Regions from separate parts of the Danio rerio genome. Here region 2 is linked to region 1. Evidence: chromatin contacts called from public Hi-C data. All regions are on one chromosome and are shown on one strand. The core of a region is the stretch at or near the end of the contact, and the rest is flanking DNA. Distances in the headings are between cores, read along the strand shown.

Evidence for each region. Hi-C and Micro-C count contacts between places; a contact is called where the count stands out from the background.
Region 2: a contact with region 1 is called in a Hi-C map of an unstated tissue, with 2.9 times the contacts expected there. The contact joins the promoter of lrch4 here to the promoter of rell1 in region 1. A contact is called at or near these places in 2 of 18 Hi-C or Micro-C datasets (hematopoietic stem cells and an unstated tissue).

What each region holds. Positions count from the first base shown.
Region 1 is chr7:64,070,225-64,076,324 of GRCz12tu, reverse strand. It overlaps rell1 (RELT like 1), which reads left to right and starts at 3,731. Exons shown (of 7, transcript NM_001201360.1): 1 at 3,731-4,025. The coding sequence starts at 3,986. The region is part of intron 1 of LOC141375164; the gene reads left to right. It overlaps rwdd (RWD domain containing 4), which reads left to right. Exons shown (of 8, transcript NM_001320090.1): 8 at 1,015-1,806. The coding sequence ends at 1,047.
Region 2 is chr7:64,474,311-64,480,410 of GRCz12tu, reverse strand. lrch4 (leucine-rich repeats and calponin homology (CH) domain containing 4) reads left to right here and starts at 2,264. Exons shown (of 10, transcript XR_012382772.1): 1 at 2,264-2,646.

The DNA of each region.
Region 1 (6,100 bases), core at 2,482-4,981:
CATTTTGACCTTAAAATTGTTTTTAAAAAATTTAAAACCGCTTTTATTCTATCTGAAATAAAACAAATAAGACTTTCTCCAGAAGAAAAAAAAATATTAACAGACATATTGTGAAAATGTCCTTGCTCTTTTAAACTTCATTTGGAAAATATTCAAAAAAGAAACTAAATTTAAAGAGGGGCTAATAATTCTGACTTCAACTGGATTTCTGATTGTGAGTCTAAATGTATGCCAAACATTTGGAATGATTTGTCTTAATATTAAACCATTAAATATTTATTTTTAATAAAAAATCCACTTGAACAGGTGATTTAAATGTCTTAATTAATAAATAATAATACAGTAAAAATGTTTACAATAGATAAGTGTTTGAAAGTAGTTCAAACCTCTGTTGAACTGTATTGATCCACGACAATTCTCTTTGGAAGCAGTTGGTTAAAAGTAACTTAAAAAACTTTTGTCTAGCATTCTAGGAAAAGTGCAGATGCTAATTTCTTTCAAGATATATTTTGAATTAAAAATATGAAAATGTAAATTCTGTCATCATTTACTCACCTTTCACTTGTCACAAACCTGTTTGAATGTCTTTTTTCTGTTCAACACAAAATAAGTTATTTCGAAAAAATAAAAAATAAAAAACCTGGACACCCGTAACCATTTGTTTTTTCTACTATGGAAAACAATGGTTACAGGTTTCTAACATTTTTTTCAAAAAATCTTATTTTGTGTTTAACAGACGACAGAGCAAAGGGAGAGTAAATGGTGAGTAAATTTAAATTTTGAGGTGACCTATCCCTTTAATTTTAAGTTTCATTTGAAACAGCTCTTCTTTTTCATGTGATCATATCATTAAAACAATAATTATTACTACAACCATTATGTAAAGCTTAACATTCAAATGTTTGAAATCAAAACTTTTAATACTTAAAATAGATTTATGATCTAAGGTGAAAATTAAACTGTAATACATGTGATCTTTTGATATTTTCATCGGTCTTTTTTCTTTTAATATAGCTGAGCAAAACTGGAGGAAAAGATGATGATTAAAGAGATACTTCAGAAGGACTGATCAGTATTGCCAGATGAATGTATGGGGAAATTGTTTCTTTGTGCAGTTTTATATATATATATATATATATATATATATATATATATATATATATATATATATATATATATATATATATATATATATATATATATATATATATATATGCACACACATACACATATGAAAACTGAACTGAATTCTCCAGCCATGATTTCAGTCTACCTGAAACTATAGAAGGTGATTTGACACAAGGAGCTTTACCCTCACAAATACATCCCCGGAGCCTCAGTAGTGTGTGATAATTTATGCTGAGCCACAAATGAACATCATGTGGCTTATGATGGGTGGAAAATGCTTATAATTTGGAACTAGTAGAACAGTTGGGTGTTACAAAAAAAAAAGATAACATAAGTGTTCTGTCATCTATTGTAATGTTCATTTAAATGAAAAAAGTGATCAAGTGTACTTAAGTGCAGTCTACTCTTTGCTGACAGGGTTTCTGAAATGAAATAAGTATGCATTAGCTGGTAATGTAAATTTATCATGGGTGGCCCAACGAGGACATTTGAATAAGTACTAAATATGTATGGATTAATAAAACATTTTCTGAGGAAACTCTTTGCATTTTTTTAAACAAAAAAAACAAAAACATGTTGTTATATGCAAACAATATTTTTGTGGGGAATGTGGGTGTGGGCTCATGAAGAAATAAAGCGTTTTAATGACAATACAGATTAAACAGTTTGTTTAATGTGAAAACATTGTGTCAACATTGATTAGCATTGGGTGGGGAGCATTTGCTTTACACTTACAAATACAGGGTGTCCGCGGGGTCCTAAAAAGCCTTTAATCTCGAAATATAAATTTTAGGTCTTAAAAGTCTTACATTTACTGAAATCATGTATTGTAGGTCTTAAATCATCTTAATTAGCCTTTGTTCATGTATTGCTACCCAATCTGGCCATTAACACCCATACGATCAACATTCATTCATTAATTTTCTTTTCGGCTTAGTCCCTTTTTATTCTGGGGTCGCTACAGCGGAATGAACCGCCAACTTTTCCAGCACATTTTTACACAACGAATGCCCTTCCAACCACAACCCATCTCTGGGAAACATTCACACACACTTATTCGCACTCATACATTACGGACAATTTAGCCTACCCAATTCACCTGTATAGCATGTCTTTGGACTGTGGGGAAAACCGGACCACCCGAAGGAAACCCATGCGAACACAGGGAGAACATGCAAATTCCACACAGAAACGCCAACTGACCCAGCCGAGGCTCGAACCAGCGACCATGCTGTGAGGCAACAGTACTACCTACTGCGCCACTGCATCTCCCATATGATCGACTATCAATCTCAAAAAACTTTTCACTTTTTGTTTAAAAAGGTAATTTTTACTCTATAAACAATAATGGTTTAATTATTTTCTCTACAATAACATTTGTTTAAAAGTGCCCGATGCGTTTACTGCTGAGGACAACGACCTGGACAGATTGTTGTATTGTTGTTTTTAAAAACCTTTAAAACATTTGTTTATTTTTAATTTTTATTTTAAAGAACGTTTGTTCGGGAAAAAGGTGTCTGGATACAAGTAGAGCTTGCTTGTTTTTACACAAAATAAAAAAATATTTTACTTTTTTATTCTTAATGCATTATTGTTTTATTAAATATATTAAATTACATTTTTTGATGGGGCAAATTTCAATCTTTTCCATTTGGGCCATTTGAAAAATTCCTTAGTGTGCAGCAGCCCTTTATGAGTCTAAAATTTGGTCTTAAGATTAAATCAAAATTATGTGAAACCTGCAGAAACCCTGAAATAGTGTTTTGACAACTTTTTTTAATTTACAACTTGCGAAGGTTTTAGGGACGTCTTTTGTAAAAATTATTTGTAAAATATAGAACGTTTTTTTTTTCTTGGTATTTGGTAATTGTATGCGCTGTGTTTATAACACATTTATTGCAGGAATTTGAAAAAGAACTAAGTAAAGGCATGTTAATGGATGGGAATTTTAAATATGGTATTGTTACAGGTACGTAACAGCCGGGAAATATTATAATTACTTATTTGGATGTGACCTGTGGTTTACACTGATTTAAATGAATAATTATATATGTTTAGCAAGTTCTAAAATAAGAGGCGGAAGTCAAAATCACATCTGCAAACAAACATATATTTTCTCTAATGGTGCACGATTTCATAGAAAACTTTTACTATTTTAAATCAATCTAAAATGTTTATTTTAATGTTTTATGTAGGTCCAGATGATTATATTACATGAAATGATCTTTTGCTTATTGTATTACTCTGGCCTAATAAAAGATTAAACATTTGTTGTTGCTTTAAATAAGGGAAAAACTACAAACAATGTTTTGCCCTTATCATAACACGCAGTTTAATAACAACGTTTTTTTTTTTGTTTTGCGTCAACTTTACAACCAAACAAAGTACTTATACACTCCAGCATAAGGCCAATTTATTCAAACAAGGATGAGAAAACCCAAAACAAACACCACGCGGATGACGTGTAAGTTAGACCTTTTCCGGGGTTTGCTCTTCATTTGTGTCCTGCTGCTTGTAAACAGAAGTTTCTGCCCCCTACAGGACTGGAATCGCAGCATTTGCTTTCTTGCAAACCACCCCATATGCACATTACAAGACAATTTTATATTGCGAAGTACCTTCTTAAAAGCTTTTCGTCATTGGGATATTGTGTTTTTCTTTACTTCTGAGTCCGAGTAAGTTGCTTCGGGCCGTGTAGTGCATTACAACTTTAAGAGTGGGATGCTCCTCCTCGAGCAGTGATAAGAATGAGGAAACAGCAGCAGTGACCGCGAATGTAAAAGCACAGCTCGAAGCTCACGCATCTGTGGACACTTCAGCCTGTGTCCGACTGCATCTGTGTCACACCGGTGGGCCGATGGCAGGTTCCTCATTGTCCACCAACTCCACGACGAGAGGTTAGTAGTTCACACTACTGTGTGTTCATGTGTGCAGGACAGATTGATTTGTGAAGACCTTCGGTAATATGAGAGTCACGCATCCACACGCACCTCTATTATATCGGTTTGTTTGGTAGCGCATTTGGATGAGAGCAGGGGGATCTTTTGAGCAAGGTGCGGTTGTCAGTCATAAAGTTTCTGGCGGACAACCAAGTATTGATCAAGCACGAACTGATACTGCTGTATGTCCGAGGTTTTATATTAGGGATTTATTAGTTCGTGGTAACGCCTGCATTAACTTTCATTGGCGTTAAAGGTCACACAACATTGCGTGATTTAAAAGTTACAATGCTCAGTTGCTTGCTTCAGGTTTCATTTAGGAATGGAGATTGATTGTCTCAGTTGATGACCAGTAAAAGCTGCTTTGGCATTATCTACAATGTAAAAGCGACAGATTTTAATTAAATTGCATCAAAAGCGCAGAATAACAATTACGGTTTATAACACAGACATGTTTTTGTTCAAACACGATGCTAATGTGGACCAGTTTGTATTTGGCTAGTTGGTACACCTGTTTCTAATTTGTCAATCAAACAATTCCAGAAAAGAAACCAAAACATTCTGCCATCAAGCTTTACCACAGTTCTTTGAGATTTATGAAATTACTATTTAAGTTATATGCTCTGTCATTCTTATTAACCCAGTAATCTATATAAAAAGTTTATTTACTAGTGTTATCAACAGCAATGTTTTAATTTCTGTATTTCAGTCTCCATACATTTAAATAGCATATTCCCTTGTGCTACAGGAGGAGACTGAATGTAAAACACTCTATAGCATGAAATGAATGTTAGCAAAATGTAGAGATTTTCAACCTTTATGCATTTTGATTGTCTTTTATACAGTTAAAATCCATGCACAATTTCCATACTTGTTTATCAGTTTATTTTACAATGTTATCAAGTCAAATAAGTACAATCAGTTAGGGGTGAGAGAGATGTCAGACATGCAATCTTGATTATTATTTTTTATATTGATTGATAACGATATACATTTCGATATCAGTTGTTCATGCTTCCAGATTTAAAAGAGTATCCTGACAATTACGGAAGCCACAAAATATTAGAGGGTCCATTGAATGGCATAACATTTTCAGGATAATAAACATTTGGTGGCCGAAAATTTGGTACGTCTCTCATATCAACGCGCTTTTTGATTCTCATTATTTCAGATTTCTGCTGTGTGATTGGCTCTTAGGTCAATATAGAGAAACAGTCTAGAGCTTATCATTGTTATTGACATACATTTATTGCGATTCGATCGTTTTTCAGTCCAACCCTACAATCAGTATTTATCTTAGATATATACACTAGATGTCGCATACGGCCCCTAATCATGCGTCACTTCCACAATTGTACAGTGCTTCCAGGACAAATGTCATTCAATCGTACTGGTCAAGACAGTGTGCCAATGTGAAGATGCTGGACTTTAGCATTGTGTAGGGATGTAGTGACAAGCAAACAAAGAAAGCAATGCACAAAGGTATCATATTTCATACGTAAGATTTAGTTTTTTTATGTTTCAAACTTTTGTGCTTAACAAGTAACATTATTGATGATTGTACAGTCTCTGACTGCATTCACCATAAGACAAAGGAGCACCAACTCGCACTAAATACCAGGCTTATGCTAGTTTTGTTGAATAAAATTAGCAAACAATGTTATGAAATATGACAACAAGATGCTGCACTGCCAGAAACTTGTATTTTTGTCAACAAAGCAAACAAGTCATTCATAACGGGGATTCATATGAATCGCTTGACTTGGATTAGATCAAATTAAACAGGGAGGAAGGATAGTATATTTCCATACACACACACACTTTAGCGGCAATGCCCGTGCTGTCACATCCATCAATGTAGAAAAGTGATGTTAAATTATAATTTTCGTAATTTAAAAGAAATATTTGCATACTGACAACCAGGAAAACTCCCAATCATAGAAATATGTATTTATGTGTATATCTCTGGCTTTGGATGGCCACAGTCCTCCACTGCACTTTGATCTCACATTTATGTCAAAGAAGCGCTCCCC
Region 2 (6,100 bases), core at 1,015-3,514, 410 kb before region 1:
TGGGGGAAACCGGAGCACCCGGAGGAAACCCACGCAAACGCAGGGAGAACATGTAAACTCCACACAGAAACGCCAACTGAGCCGAGGCTCGAACCAGCGATCCAGCGACCTTCTTGCTGTGAGACGACAGCACTACCTACTGCGCCTTTGCTTCGCCCCTAAATAAAATAAAATATTATTTTAATAAATATATCTGTTTAATAAATCTGTTTTGTTCAAATGCACCAATATATATTACCGATATTCACTTCATTTTCAAACTGGGGTGTACTCAATTGTGCTGTCACTGTATATGCACATGTTCTCTGTTCTGAAAACGTTCGATGTTGAAAATGTATTTTGCTGTTTTGCAAAGCAACTTTGATTGTCATTTTAAGTTTGAAATTATGCATTTTCAGACCTGATCATGTAAATCTGGGGTCACTTGGTGATTTCCAAAAATATTATATATGTTTTTAAACCTTTAGAACAACCATATTTTTTCTATACCCTACAGAGGACAAAAATAATGTTTAATGGTTACATGAAATAACAACATGCAAATAAAAAGCCATCAGACTTTTAATTCATTTTTCAATGGGCTGCGACCCCTGGGGTAATTATGCTTGATTAATGACACAGCAATAGGGTTAGTTGCAGCAGATTTATTTTACGGCACAATGTTAAACTTTGACACCTCTACGAAACTCACATACTGTACATAAAAAAAAAAATAAAATGAAGGCCACGTCTGAATATGGCTTCAAGTGGTCTCCAAATTTAAAAAATGAATAGTCTTGTGCTGTAAACATTGTGCTCACCCTTCTCATTTAGAGATTAATATTAAATGAAACAAATAATGGCTATAAAAAAATGATATGGTTGTTAGACTGTTTCACTTTTTTGTGATGTCAATAAGCTTGTTTATATAGTTCCTATTGGTGTGTGTGAACCAATGTGTGTAGTGTTTGTATGTTTACAACCACCTCCAAAGATAGTGGTGGTTGCGAGAATTGTTGTTTTGGGGGTCACGAGCTGAAACGTTTGGGAACATGTGATGTAAATGATGATACAAAAGCTAGGCAACAAGCTGGTACTTTTTCTGGATATTACACTAGTTTATTAAAAAAATACAATAATATTATTTAACTTCTGTTTATAGATGTAACTCAATATTTTATAAACCTAGTATATTACCTCTCTAGGCTATATATTGTGTGATATGAAGGCCACATTCAATTTTTAAAACAAAATACAAAATGGCTTCATGTCAAATCATTATGAGATGGTGTATATTTTAATGTTTTTCATAAATAATTAGCTAAATTCTTTGTTTAATGGTGTCACGGTGGTGCAGTGGGTAGCATGATCGCCTCACAGCAAAGAAGGTCACTGGCTTGAGCCCCAGCTGGGTCAGTTGGCATTTGTGTTTGGAGTTTACATGTTCTCCCCATGTTCACGTGGGTTTCGTCCGGGTTTCCCATACAGTCCAAAGACAAGTGCTATAGGGGAATTGAATAAACTTAATTGTCCCTATTGTATGTGTGTGAATGTGAGAGTGTGTGGGTGTTTTCCAGTGTTGGGTTGCAGCTGGAAGTGCATATGGTGGATAAGTTGGCAGTTCATTCTGCTGTGGTGACCCCTGAATAACAAAGGGACAAAGCCGAAAAGCAAATGAATGAATGAAGTAATGAAATAATTTGTTTATATGCCAGTAACTTATTTATTTCTATTTTATTATATATTTTTCATAATCAAAGAAATGTACATTTACGTTTAATTTCATTTCCATAGCTAATTATATTAAATAAATAAAAATAAACATAAATATATTACCCCAATTCAGTTTTATGGTTAGATTTAGACAACATATCTGCAGGAGTGTTTGTTGTCTCTACACGTAAAGCTTAAAGTACTAGTATAACGTTAATGCAATATTTATGTCCTTCATTTCCTCTCTCTAAAAGCATGTCAAATTAATGGATCTGGAAACAAGGAAATGCTGTGTGTGTGTGTGATGTCCATTAGAGGCTTTCCGATTACTGTAGTAAATCTCCGCTGCCTTTGCTATCGCTATGCAAACAATGCAAAAAAAAACTTACTATCATCAGCAGTACTGTAACTTTTACATTTGTATAACAAAACCTCCAACGGACCAAAAAAACTTTATAATTTTCCCCTTCCGATGATGAGAGCAGCGCTGTTGTGTTCATTTCCCCGAGTCTGTAGGTTCTGGGTGTGTCCGCTGTGTGTCAATCAAGACTTGCTCAATCCGCAAGCTCCTCCCCTTTCGCTTCTTCAGCTCGCTCCAGCGCGCGGTCTGTCAAGTCACGGCGCAACTTTTCTCAATCACGGGATTTTACATCACTTTTCTGGAGTACAAAAACTAACTTTTCCGGAGTGAAACGTTGTTGGACCGGCCTCTGATGAGATGGAGGTTTAGGAGGGGTGATTGTCGTAGTAAAGAGTAAGATTCGGGTCATATTTAGTGTTTGATGGCTGCTGGGGATGGAGCCCAGCTGCCGGCGACCGTAGCGGCCAGCAGGAGCGTGGAGAAGGCGCTGGAAGAGGCTGCGTCCAGCGGAGCGCTCATCCTCTCTAACCGCAAACTCAAAGAGTTCCCCCGCACCGCCAGGAACTATGACCTGTCCGACATTACGCACGCAGGTAAGACTTTAATTAATAAAGCGGCTAGGGGATCAGTGAAGGGGGCAGGGAATGCATTCAGTACATTTAATGTCCTTTGTTTGGGTGTCTTCTTCACCTGCGCCCCTTCTGTGCAGCACCATCATCATCACGCCCGACTCAGAAAAAGCGGATCTTTCACTTTTCGCAATCATTGTAGAAGGCAGATCATATGACAAGTTCATTTTACTCATCACTTTCGTTTATAAAAGAACCATCGCTGCTTATCGAGCAGCGTATTGTGTTTTTAAAGTCAGCTTGTTGAGTTTTGAAGCTGGCGTGTTTGCTTAAGAAATTGGAGACATTTGCGTTGAGCTTCTCTTCCTGTTGTTGAGGTGGAAATACACTCAGGCCGAGCCATCTTACCACAGAGTCAAAGTAAAACTTCGCATTTGATCTCTCAGCGCAGCGCAAAGGCAGCAGAAAAAACTGGCTGGCTGATAAAACTGTTATTTGTTGTAGTCAGCTTGTTTGAGTGCGTTCTTATTGGTAGGGAGCATCTTGCCAGCAGCACTAATATGACCATCTGCTCCACTTTCATACAAAGTGGGTATAAAGCAGTTTGTCTTTGAGCCATACAAACCCCCACCTCACTCTCACACACACACACACACACACACACACACACATGGGTCTGCAAGTCTCAGAGATTTTGTAGTCAATTCTAGAAGTATTTCATGACATGTATATGTCTTTTGATAAGTTTGTGATCCACAGCTGGTGTCAGTGTATTCTGTATTGTAATATATCCTGTTGTGATAATTTTAGATTTGTTAAACAGTTCTCAAACCACAGCAAATTTGCATGCAATAGAATGTTTTGATGTGCATATAATAATTATGTAAGATTGACATAACTCCCTTTAGGCAATGTTTTATTCAAATTGATGGATAGTTTAGAATATTCAATGTTATTGGGTGTACGTTTCTTATAAGGCTGGGCGATTAATTGAAAAGTAATCAGAATCGACATTCAAATATAATCAATCCAATTTTTTCAGTTACTTTCCCTACCGTGTGGCTCTGTTAAGCCTCTATGTTTATATATAAAGTAGAACGATGGACCCATTCTGCATTGGCGATGATTGGAAGCTGTGCCAGAGATTCCTTGAGACGGCATATTTTATGTTTAAAATAAAATTGTTATTTATATTTAAAATATTTGTTTACAGAGGATATACAAGTTGTTATATTTAGAAGAGATGCTGCTTATTTTCTATGTTTAATGTGAAAAACACTGAAAATAATTGACTTAGTTTACTATATTTATTTTCACTTTATTAAGAAAATAATGACTGGTTTCAGGCAATGTGTGTTTTAACTTTAGTTGTTTAACATTCATGTTGAATAATAATCATATTAGATAGTAGATAGTGTGTTTCCTTCAATTATTTTAAAACCAAGTAATGCACCCTTCATTTAGAAATCTCTTGTTATATGTGACCTGATTTATTGTACAAAACCTGTCAGTGAAGAGGGCAAAAAATAAATAAACAAAATAATAGTTCATTAATCGTAATTGAGTTAAAAGGTTCAATTAATCGAGATTTTGAATTCAGGCCAAATCGCCTATAGTCCTAATTTCTTATCAGTCCTGCATGGTAATGTAATTAGGCTTAATTTTAGAAAAGGAGCTTCTGAACCAAACACATGTTTGGGGTGAGGAGGAGGCCTGCAGTTTGTAATTCATTGTGCTCTGGTATGCCATTGTTAAGGGCATGAATGAGAATTATGTGGAGGTTATTCAATTAAACACACTATAATAACTAGCAAGAAGGACCAGGTCATCCAATAGGATTTAATCATCGTTACATTTGCACATTATGTACACGCATGATAACATATAGGGAAAAGTACAGCTTATGCCGAGTTCAGACTGCATGATTTTCAAACTAGTCTTGTCACAGATGTTTTCACACTGCATGACTGTCTGGGCTAGCGTTTCGTCGTTGCTTTGTTTACACTGCAAGATGGTTCGGCAACATGGACATTCAAATTGCATGACTTTACTATAACAGAATCGCCGACAACTTCGTCCAAACTACGTCTCACAGCCAAAAACATGTATATCTTTTGTTATTAACTACATAATGAGAAAGAAGCCTTTAATGGGGTAGAACATGTACATGTTTGCTCACCTGGGTTTAAAGGGAATTAGCCATTTCTCCTCAACGTTGATGATAAACTAATTTCTTTCTGTATGAAACGTCAAACAGACACGGGTGCTCCTGAGTCCTGTCAAACCTCCACGAGTTTTCCCTCCATTTCGTGGGTCCAAATAAACCGAAAAAGATCGCTTTTAACCACCAGCCTCCCGCTGGCCTGCAGTAGGTATACACACACGCACACACAAGTGAAAGCTGCTCTCTCATTGGCTGTAGGCGATCGCTGATGTTATTTTCAGTCAAAACTCAATTCACACGGCATGATTTGAATCGCCGACAGCTCCAGATTTTCAGCACGCCAAATATCTCACAGGCATCGGCCTGAGATTCTCTCAGATCGCGTCTTTGATCGTTCATACTGTGTGATTGTCACTCACGTGCACGAGCAGCGATTTGCCTGTGATTTCAGGCATTTGTCTGCGATTTCTCAAAACCTGTCGACGAGCCAAAATCGGGGCTAAAATCACGCAGTCCGAAATAGGCATTAGATTAATTAGAAGACAATCCTTATCAAAAATGGCTATTAAGAAGAACACACACATAAATGTGAATATAATAAAAAAATACAAAACATAATCAATAATATATGTTGCCATTGTGCTTAAGGATGAATTATTACTAGCATAGGACGATAACAGTTTTAAAGGTTTGGAAAAGTCAAGGTTTTAAAAACAACACAATTTTCTGTAATACCGTTCCTAAGGTATGGGTACGATTTTTTTAATTTACTTTTTATTTATTTATTTATTTTTTTAGGGCAACAGTATTTCCAGCAGAAAAGATATTAAAAAATGCTATTTTAAATTTTAAAGAAATCAGTGTTTTTGAAACTAATGAAGACAGCAGAAGTCAATAATTCATTTAAAAAGAAAATATGTTCAAAGGATTAGTCACAATACTGTAAAACCGTGATATTTTTATCCAAGATTATCACACCATCAGGATTTTATACTGGCACATCCCTAATTATTCCTACTTATTTTTTTTAAAATCATGACTTATACTGAGGCCATCATGTCCTATACTGAGCACACTGACTAATTTAAGACTCAATCCTCCTACACTGTAAAAAATGCAAGGTTCCACACAATTCCTTAATATTGTCCCAACACAAACCAATTAACGTAATAATTTTCACAATTTTAAGTGGATTGAACATCAAATATTTAAGTTACCCTCAAAACACCCTAAAGAATTGTGTTTACTCATTGTAAATAAGTAGTTTGAACAAGCAGCAAAAGCCTTTTTTGAGTGTAGCTCTGGAAGTTTTGA